Regions from separate parts of the Zea mays genome. Here region 1 is linked to region 2. The links are chromatin contacts, called in public Hi-C maps. All regions are on one chromosome and are shown on one strand. The core of a region is the stretch at or near the end of the contact, and the rest is flanking DNA. Distances in the headings are between cores, read along the strand shown. Region 1 has its middle 32 kb from the start of LOC542497. Region 2 has its middle 52 kb from the start of LOC118473265.

Region 1 (5,383 bases), core at 1,226-3,725, 96 kb before region 2:
TCGTTTTAGAGATGAGCTGTTGAGTGGAGAGTAGGCTGCTGAGGGTCCTTTGACGAGAGTCGTATTTTGCCGAGAGTCTGATACTCGGCAAAGCTCTTTTTTTTGCCGAGTGTCTTTCTACGCCAAGAGTTTCGCCCTCGGTAAACGAGGTTGTTGCCGAGTCTTATTTCGTCGAGATCGAGAGTGGCACTCGGCAAAGCACCGATCACTCGACAAAAAGACGGATTCTAGTAGTGCACGTAGAATATTTGGTCATGTATATATAGTCGTTTTCGTGCTGAGCTGTCGAGTGGAGGGTAGGCTGATGATTATCTGGTCATATCCACTAATTAAGTTGCTCATTTTCCTAATCTTTTGCTGCTATTATTATTATGTTTTGTCTTGTAATATCCTTACATTTCTTTTTAATAAATTAGCTCGGAAAAACTCTTGGCGACTTCTCAAGGGAAAAAAAAGGATCTTTGGTTCGTTCAGCCGTTAAATTTTAGGTGTGAATGCATGCACAGCATGCAACACGTTGTTTAAAGTCCAATGCAAGCCATACTAGCTCCCTCTTTTTTTCAAAATATATATGAGTTTTCATCCGAAGTGAATTTTCTTACTCTGATCAAGTTTGCTATGATAAAAATATATTAACATCCACAGCTCCAAACAACAATAAACACACATTGAGTTTAATTAATTAATGGTGGATTCAGTGAAACTGTATATATGCATGGCAACGTGATCGACCTGTATGTTTTGACCGCACAAGCTAGCGGCATATCTACAGCTCTAGTTCTCTCAAACACCAGGAAAATGGTAAAGTAAACGCATACGTGGACGATCGAGAATATATTCTTTACACACAACAATCGTCACAAACACGACTACAAGTATAACCACACGTAAAAGCACTACGAGGAGATCGAGATCACTATCGGAAGCACTGCTGCTAGTTTTTTTCCCCACAAAGCATACTCGACTAGCATGCATCATGGACGACAACGCCATCCGAAACAAAGAAAGAAAGAAAGGAAAAGAAACCCAACAACCACAGCAACGTCGACACTGCATTGGTATACACGACGATCTCGTTGTCACGGCAACTGTTCGTGTTTAATCCGTGTCAATGTGTGTGTCATGCATAATGCGAGCGAGGGCGGGGAGGACCCGCATGGTGGTGGTGGTGGCGCCGCCGCCGTAGCAGCCGCTTTCCGCTCGCTGCAGCAGCACTGACCTGAAAACGTGAGGGCGACTCGACGAAACCAGCTGAGACCATACGTACGCCTTTGCTCTGCTGGACTACAGGCATGGCCTCTTCGACCTCCGTTTGTGCTGTGTGTGCGCGTCCATCACTCCGTCCTTTTGTTTTCCTTTTCGTAAAATGTGTGCAGACAGTGCAGCGGCTATGCGTGCCGTGCGTGTGTGGTCGAGCGGGTCTCGTGTACTGTGCAGTCGTCTCCATCGGCTTGGTCTGCGTCTATATACGGTATAGATGTCCAAACAGTACGGGCCGTCCGTTTGGTCCGTGACCCGGCACGATTTTGGCCCGGTCCAAGCACGGTCCGGCACGGTTAATAACGGGTTCGGGTCGGCACGGCCCGTTAAGCGGGCCGGGTTTGGACGGCTACGAAGGCCCGCGTGCTATGGCCCGGCCCGGCACGAGCTGCAGGCCGGCACGGTGGCGGCCCGTAAGCCAGCCACAGACAGCCTAGCCCTGCGGTTGCACTCGAGGTTGACGACGCCGCCGGCTGTTACTGTCGGCGGCAAGAAGTACGTACGTACACGGCTGCCACCTTCTTCGCTGTCGCCACGTCTGAAGTCTAAACAAAGTCGACGTACACGACCAGTCGATCGAGTGCTCTAGCCTGACTTGATTTGGTGGCTGCGCAGCAGAGAGCACGCAGCAGCCGTCACCACCACCGCGACCTACAAATTGAAGAGCGAGGCACCATGGCTGGCTGCACTGCACACCTCCACGAAAGACAGACACTAGCTAGCTAGTGATTCGATCCGAGTGGCACGCGGGCCCCATGCATGCATGTCGTGCTGCCTCACGAGATGGCGACGTCGCACGCCATGCTCTGGAACGGCCGCGCAGACGACGGCGGAGAGAGGGCGATGACCACGGGCGAGCAGAACGCCTGCAGGGAGTAGCGCCTGCTGCTGACGCCGCCGGTCTCGAAACAGTGCGGGCCAGTGTTGGACACGGCCCGTTAGGCACGGTGGGTTTTCGGGCCGGTCCGGCACGATCTAGACATGGACGTGCCGTGTTTGGGCACACAGCTGAGCACGTGGGCCGGCACGGCCCGACCCGATCTATTAACGGGTCGTGCCTGGCCCGGCACTATTTGGACCGGGCCGAATCGGGTTCGGGTCGGGCCCGTGCCGGGTGGCCCGTTTGGACATCTATAATATATGGGCACGGCGCATGTGTTTCACTGTGGCTAGCTTAGTGGTGGCCGAGCTTTTGACGACGGTCTGAAAGGAGAAGCAAGGGAAAGGGACTCGTCGGTGGCGCGCGTGATCTGCATGGACCCGAAGGATCGTGGATGGATGGATCTATACATTCTCGTTTGTCGTCCTTCACGGCCCGCCTGTGACGCTGCCATGCCAACCGGCGCGCGCACCCCGCGCTCGTGCGTACGTGCGCGGCGGCGCGCGGCGGCGTGGGGACGCCGCCAGAGCGATCAAGGGACCCCGAGGCGTCACCACCACTAGTACAAAAAGGCTCAAAGCCTGCGGAGACGATATATTTTTACAGGCGGTTTCGGTTATCCACCGACTGTGTTATTTCTAGTGACGGTTCCTTAAGAAAACCGCCACTAGAAATCGTATTTCTACTGGCGGTTCCTTAAGAAAACCGCCAGTAGAAATCCATGATTTGTAGTGGCGGTTTTCTTAAGGAACCGCCACTAGAAATACGATTTCTAGTGGCGGTTTTCTTAAGGAACCGCCACTAGAAATCATTTTTATCCTTAATTTTTCGAGTTTTTCAAACGGCCTCGTATGACAAAACCACCAAAATAAAAGTTGTAGATCTCTAAAAGTTATGAAACTTTGTAGTTGACAACTTTTTTGTTTGAACTCATTTCGGTTCTCAAAAATTGAATCTAAGTATGTCAAATTTAAAATTCAAATTTTGCAAAGTACCTCGGATGAAAAAAGTGTCAAAATAAAAGTTGTAGAACTTCAAAAGTTATTTATCTTTGTAGTTGACAACTTTTTTATTTGAATTCGTTTAGGGTCTCAAATAAGCAATTTACACTCAAATGGTTGTAATATGTGGAGAAAACAACTACAAACTAGACACAAGACATGTCATAGACGGAGTGGTAGGGGAGGGTACGCGCGAGGGTGAGGTCGACGGTTCGAATACTAACAACCGCGTAGCGCGCGAATTTTGCTCGAAAAATGCCGCGACTTGCGAAAAATACCGGGTGGGTGGGCCTAATAAAAATAAATTTTTTAACTATTTTTAAAATATGTTTGATTTTCACTGGCGGTTACGAAAAACGCCACTATAAATAGGTTTACAACCGCCACTATAGAACTTCTCTGTACTAGTGCACCTTGGCATGCACGCGCCCGGCGCCGTGCGTGACGTCGCTGCGCATTGGGTGCCGGGGACACGAGTGGGTGACGCATGGGGCAGGCAGGTGTGCGCCGCGAGCCCGCGTCCATGGCCTTAGCTAAGCTTCAGGTGCTCCTGTCCTGTGTTGGCATAGCAACAACATAGCAGGCTCATGCTGTCATCGGCGCTGGTCAACTTGAGAACAGAACTCTGAAAATGATTCTCCCTTTTTTTCATTTGTATATTCTCGCTGGCTTTTTAAAACTTTCGGTCGTTTTAATATACCTGTACGTCCTGTAGGTCTTTGTACCATCAAAAAACATAGGATGCCCAAGGCTATACTCAAGCTTGAATTGATTTGCGTCTAAGGAATAGAGCTAATCATAAGTTCTGTCCAATTGTAACAGCCAACAAACGTAAATCCTCATAATTTGGTCGAAGCCTCGTGATCCAAGTAACCTCACATTGGTGCCATCATGTCTGATTAAGCTCAGCAAAGGCCCTCGGCCGTGGGGAGAAGGACGACCGGCTGATGAGGCTGCCGTTGGCTGGCTGCAGCGCATGGCGCACCTGTGCCCCCACGGGCCAGCGACAGGGGCTGGCACCACGGGAGGCCGCGGCAGCCTCCTGCAGGCGCGACGGCGGCCTGCTCTCGAACCAAGCCGGATGGACGTGACAGCGTGGACTGGGGTGGGGTGCCCGGCTAGGGCTTGCCAGCCAGCCGGCGCGGCGGCGCTGCTCCGCAGCAGGGGCGAGGGGTGCATGGGGTGTGGTCGAAGCGGGTCCTATGGAGGGGGCCGGGGTCCGCTGCATGTGCGAGGTGGCTGAAGAACACGAAGAAGGTCTGTCATGGAATTCCTCGCCGGTTTTTCTTCGGACTCCGGACGAAGAAGACGTGCGAACAAAGGAGAGGGGTAAATGTGAAGCTAGCTGTTGTATATCTAAACCATGGATTTAATAGCGGGTTAAGGGGTTTAGCGGCGTGATTCTCAAAAATGTAAATAACCGACTATATCAGGATATAGCGGGCTATAGCGGCTAAATGAATCAATAGTGCATAGCTTTTTCCTGCTCGCTATAGCGAAAACTATAGCCGGTTATTTAAAACCTGATCTAAACAATTCTCTAGATCTATGTTATTTAAAACCTGATCTAAACAATTCTCTAGATCTATAATACTTAGATCTACTGATAGATCTATTCTATCTATAATACCTAGATCTACTAGTAAATATATGTTTCATCATAAATCTTAGATTTACATTACTTTTTTTCCAAAGGTCGAACAATCTGAAAGATGCTCTATCCAACCCACTGGCTTCAATCTATTGATATTGTTCCCTAATATAGACCATTTTAGATTTAGCGCATGTACCACTAGTAGAAAAGAGCTCAAAGCCTGTGACACCCATAAATTATTACTGGCGGTTTCAGTTACCGCGCGCCAGTAAAAAAAACCAGGTGGGCCCGGCTTGGGAACCGCTAGTGGAAACCTATTTCCACTAGCGGTTATCTTAACACAACCTCCAGTGGAAATAGGATATTTCCACTGGCGGTTGTGTTAAGATAACCGCCAGTGGAAATAGGTTTCCACTATCGGTTTTTCAAGCCAACCGCCAGTGAACTATGTGTTATAAATACCCCTCTTCTTCCCCCCGACAAGAGTTGTATGCTCGCAGCCAACTTCCATTAGAGGCGATTTTGGAGGTCCAGATTTCACAAAATACAAGGGGGAGGTTTTGGTCTTCATTTTTTGGAAGAAGGTGGATAGGAAAGGTTGGTTTATGTTTCTTTGTCAATTTTTGTTCATTCTTGCTCAATTTTAGC
Region 2 (5,032 bases), core at 5-2,504:
TAGCGTCTTTCTCCTGTCCAAATATTTTAATGGTAACTTTCTTTGTGCTCACTCGGTTCTAGATTTTAAGGTACGGGAAGATCATATACGTTAGCAACGTTTGCTGGCTGGCTCAAAACTTGATGTCCAGGAGGATGGGGCTCTTTATTTACACTTTTCTAGATGAGCCTGCACTGCACCCCGGCAGCATGACTAGGATAGCACTACACACGATGAAGCATGACAGTAGCAGCTCATGTCTTGTTATATATATATGAAATTATTCAGAGAAAAGATCCGTACTAGTTTATTGTTCTTCTGATCTCTTCCTTCTCCGAAAGAACGATCTGATCTTTTCTCCCATTGGAGGGCTCGGGAACGTACCGCAAGCATTGAGCGAGCGCCGAGTGGAATTAAGCTGGGGCGGAAGCCTGAAGGGGACTGGGAGGAGAGCAGAGCAGCCGCAGCGACGAGTGCGCGTCGCGAGCGAGAGAGTCCGCGGCCCTCTCCCCTCCCCGAGAATATCTGCAGGCGACGACGACGACGAAGCGCGTGCAGTGGCGGCGAGAGCGACGCGAGATGCGCGCACTGCCCGCGAAATGGCCAGCCCGAGACCTCGCGATCGGCGCGCGCACCAGCACTGCGCTGCGCTCGTGCGCACGGACGTGCCGTCGCGAGCGAGCGTGGCCGGCTGTCTGAGCGGCGTTGACCCCCCCGCCCCGCCCGCGCGGTGCTCGACCGGCGAGCAGGGACCGATACGCTGTCCCTGTCGCGACACGTACCGATCGTCCGTGGGCCGTGGGCGCGGCCGGCGAGATGATGCGTGGGTCAACGATGTGGGAGGCTTGCAGCGCCCGCTCGCTTGTTTTCGTCTCCACGCTCGAGTGACACGAGGATTATTATTGCGTTGCGTCCATGTATGTACTCAATCCTTCGATCGCTGCGTCGCTGTAGCTAGCCTGGCTCGTAGGGGCTGGACCTGGACCTGGAAGATGAGAGCGGAGATGAACGGAACAGGAAGGCTGGATGTACCAGGTCTCTGTTCGGCTGTCACAGCGCACTATGGTTGCATTGCATCTCGGTGGAGATATATATATGATCTGACTTTATGCTTTCGAGTAAACACACTTTTGTGGAGAACAGTACCGAGTCATCGATACGCGTGGCACGTCCTTGTATCAGAAGAACGAAAAGGGCCGAGTCCAACTACTCCTTCCTACGCCTATCCAGTTTAGAGCATATCCCGATAACAGTCCGGTCCAACAACAACTACACCTCTCCCCGATAAACACCTACAATTTTTTTGGGCCGTAGAGGCCTTCCGGGCCACCTTGGAATCAGAGCTCTGCGTCCTTGTTTCGGGCCTCACGAGCTCGCGTCTCCACTCACAATTCTCTTTTTCGCTGTGGGCAAGCCGCGAGCCGCCTGATACACTGATACTCGTCTTTAATCCAGCCAATACGAGGTGGTCCACCATCAAATGTCTACAATCAATCATCAGACACGATATCACACGAGCGGAACCGTCGAGGCGCCGCTACGCTCGTTGTTTTCTTATAACCCCCCTATAATCATCAAATGTCCTTAATCCACCTTGGATACGTTCTCATTATTTATAACCCCCTATAAGGGCTAGTTTAGAACCACATTTTCCCAAGCGATTTTCACATTCCTAAGGAAAATTAGTTCATTTTTTTTAGAAAATAGAAATTTTATAGAAAAATGGTCTTCCCAAACTAGCCCTAAGTTGTTTTCTTAAATTGCTTGGATAGTATCAAAAGTAGTACTTCTTCCTTCGTCCTTACTAATTGTGATTTGCCAAAACCATTTATACAAAAAAATGTTATTATATTAAAACTAAAAGCTAGGGCACTTTGTTATCATGAAATAATCAACATTAATACTGTAGAAACTGTTGATGTACCTCGATATATACCTTGGCCACTAGCTTGTTACATATGAATGTGTGAATAATCTCACAAACATAGTATCCACACAGATCGCTCTCCTTTACCCGTGTCAAACACGGAAATCAAACGTTATGGCTTATTATTAGCAAATAACTTGCTAGGTGTGCGAGCTTCAAATGTATATATAGGAAAGTTCGGTCTAATCTTAAGAGTTTCCTTTAGTTCGGGCTGTTTTCGCGTAGCTGCCTCCATGCCTTGCATAATGGAAATGTCAAGTCCTTGATGCATGCATGATTTACTTATTTAGAGATTTAGAGAGTTGTGGTTCGAACGGTAAGAGTTACTCATTAAGAATGTCCACTATTTCTTGTAAGCCTTGGAATGGCTTTATCAACGACTCAAGGATATGTGCGGCGCTATTCTCCATTGGGATGACCAGAAGCATCCTGTGAAAGTTGTAGAAAGGTTATAAAAATAGAGAGTAAATTAGAATACACGTTTATTTAGCCAGAAAAGATATGGCTACGAAAAGATAATGGGCATTAACTTAAAGTTGTAAGGAATAAGTATATATTGTATATAATCTTTCTTCTGAAAAAACGTGAGCAAACTTTTTAGTATGTTTGCACGATAGTCCTAAATTACATTTTGGTTAATAACCACCACTAAGCCGATATTGAAAATCCCTTCTTTACAACATCGTTAGATTTCAATCCTTCATGAAACAAAGTAGGTAAAAATAAACTTTAGGTAGCATTGAATATATATAGAGAGAGGTTTGCTAGTATTTGTGTTGGACACCAAAATGAGCGGACGGTCCGGCCCATGGGCCCGGACGGTCCGCGTGTCCCGAGATTAGATTAACTCGGATGTTTATCCTTATCTCGTGCGTGGTTATCCATCTAATCACGTGAGAGTTTGTTGGCTATCTCTTAGGAAAAGGTCCAGACCTCCTCCCCTATAAATATAAAGGGGTACGGCCGATTGAGAACCCCCGAACACATTCCAATCGAACCAATTACCTTATTTACTTTTCCTGCCCTAGGAGTAGATGTAGCATAGTTCTAGTTGTAGTCTTCCACATATCCACCTCCACCCCTATTCGACTCTACGTCGTCTAGATCCGTCTTGGGTGGCCTGCCGATCCCAAGACGACCCTAGGATCTCACCCCTCCCGGGGGCAAGATCTAGTTGTCCATCCAAGGCTTCTTCCTCGATTTGATCTCTTAATTCCTAGGCGACTCCACGTCGTCTGGGGACGCCCCGGGTGACCTGTCGACCCGAAGCACCTTAAGATCTTTCCCCCCAGGGGACGAGATCTAGATTCCAGCAAGGAGGAGGAAGACGACCCTCTCGCCAGACCGTCGGTGTGACGCAGGGAAGACACAGCTCCTGCGCCCAGGTCGCGGACCGTCCGGCCCAAGGCTGCGGCCCAAGTGATGCTAAAGGTTTTGTCAAAGTTCTATTGTGCTGCTCCTTTGCAGTAGAAAATTGTGCTGCTCTATAGAGGTGTAGGCTGTAGAACAGCGAAAATGATCCTTTCTCGGCTTCCAATAACTAGAGAAAGTCCTGGCCCAACAGTGTCATCTGGTTCAGCCGAACGGGTGCAGACGGCTATAAAAAAAACCCAGGCCGTCAGGGATTAGGTTTTAGCGGGATGGCGGTTCCCTCGGGCGAGCGAGCGAGCGGCAGCGGTTTCCTCGGGCGTGCGAGCGGCGGCGATCCCGGGGGCTAGTGGCTGTGGCGCGCTGAGGCGGGCGACCGACGGCGACGATCCTATGGCGGACAGGTAAGCACCAACGACGCTCCCGAACCGGACGAGCGGTGGCGGTTTCCTCGGGTGTGCGAGCGGCGGTGAATCCCGGAGGCACGCGCCGCGGAGTGGCGTCCGCTGGGGTCCCCCTTCCGCAACGACGTCTGCCTTCCCTAGACGCGAGCGACGACGACAGACTCCTAGGAGGCGAGCGGTGGCGGATTGACGACCCTGTTTTTATGCTATTTTGTATACATATTTATGCCAACGTCAATGTTGGGGGTGAAAGTCGCCTAGAGGGAGGGTGGATAGGCGGAAACTGAAATTTACAACTTTAAACACACTACAAGCCGGGGTTAGCGTTAGAATAAAATCCAAGTCCGGAAGAGAGGGGAAAACAAATCAACCAAGAAAATAAAGCGGATGACACGGTGATTTGTTTTACCGAGGTTCGGTTCCAAAGAACCTAGTCCCCATTGAGGTGGTCACAAAGACCGGGTCTATTTAAACCTTTTCCCTCTCTCAAACGGACACCTAGACCGAGTGAGGCTTCTTCCTTAATCTCACGGGTCACTTAGACCCCGCAAGGATCACCACACAATTGGTGTCTCTTGACTCGCTTACAAAGCTTGAGAGTAAGAAGTGAGAAAGAAAAGAAAGTCAAGCCAAGCAAACAAGAGCAACAAGGAACACAAAGAATCATCTCACAAGTCCTAATGCGCTAGAGTTAAATTTGAGAATTGGAGCAGATCGGTCACTTGAATTGTGTCTTTGGAGTGAAGTGTATTGCTCTTGTATTGAATGCACTGTTGTGAATGCTTGGATGGTTGGAGTGGAGGTGGTTGGGAGTATTTATAGCCCTCAACCACCAATTCAACCGTTGAGGCAGGCGACTGTCGATGGGCGCACCATGCGCCATCGGACACTGTCCGGTGCGCCAGCCACGTCACCCAATCGTTAGGGTTTGACCTTTGGAGCTTTGTCTTCTTGTGGCACCGGACAGTCCGGTGCCACACCGGACAGGCACTGTTTACTGTCTGGTGCCCCTCTGACGGGCGGCTCTTCCTCTGCGCGCACTGTTCTTCACTGTTCATCTGACTTCGCGGCTTTTGCAGTCGACCTTTGCGCGAAGTAGCCGTTGCTCCGCTAGCGCACCGGACAGTCTGGTGGCACACCAGACAGTCCAATGAATTATAGCGGAGCGGCGTCTGAGAAACCCGAAGCTGAAGAGTATGGAGTTGTACGACCTGATGCACCGGGCACTGTCCGGTGGCACACCGGACAGTCCGGTGCGCCAGACCAGGGTTCTCTTCGGTTTATTTTTGCTCCTTTCTTTTGAACCCTAACTTGATCTTTTTATTGGTTTGTGTTGAACCTTTATGCACCTGTA

Evidence for each region. A called contact is a pair of places that touch in the nucleus more often than the background predicts.
Region 1: a Hi-C map of bundle sheath shows a contact between it and region 2, with 2.7 times the contacts expected there. The contact joins two enhancer-like sites. A contact is called at or near these places in 4 of 25 Hi-C or Micro-C datasets (bundle sheath, ear, leaf and 1 more).

The regions. Positions count from the first base shown.
Region 1 is chr9:5,822,768-5,828,150 of Zm-B73-REFERENCE-NAM-5.0, reverse strand. No RefSeq gene overlaps it. Among protein-coding and RNA genes, the nearest start is that of LOC542497, 32 kb to the right of the region's middle. Within about 2 kb of position 2,475, at least 16 of the 20 cell types and tissues checked have an H3K27ac peak or open chromatin away from gene starts, as enhancers often do. A contact at or near this core is called in bundle sheath, ear, leaf and 1 more, where this site is marked.
Region 2 is chr9:5,726,278-5,731,309 of Zm-B73-REFERENCE-NAM-5.0, reverse strand. No RefSeq gene overlaps it. Among protein-coding and RNA genes, the nearest start is that of LOC118473265, 52 kb to the left of the region's middle. Within about 2 kb of position 1,254, at least 20 of the 20 cell types and tissues checked have an H3K27ac peak or open chromatin away from gene starts, as enhancers often do. A contact at or near this core is called in bundle sheath, ear, leaf and 1 more, where this site is marked.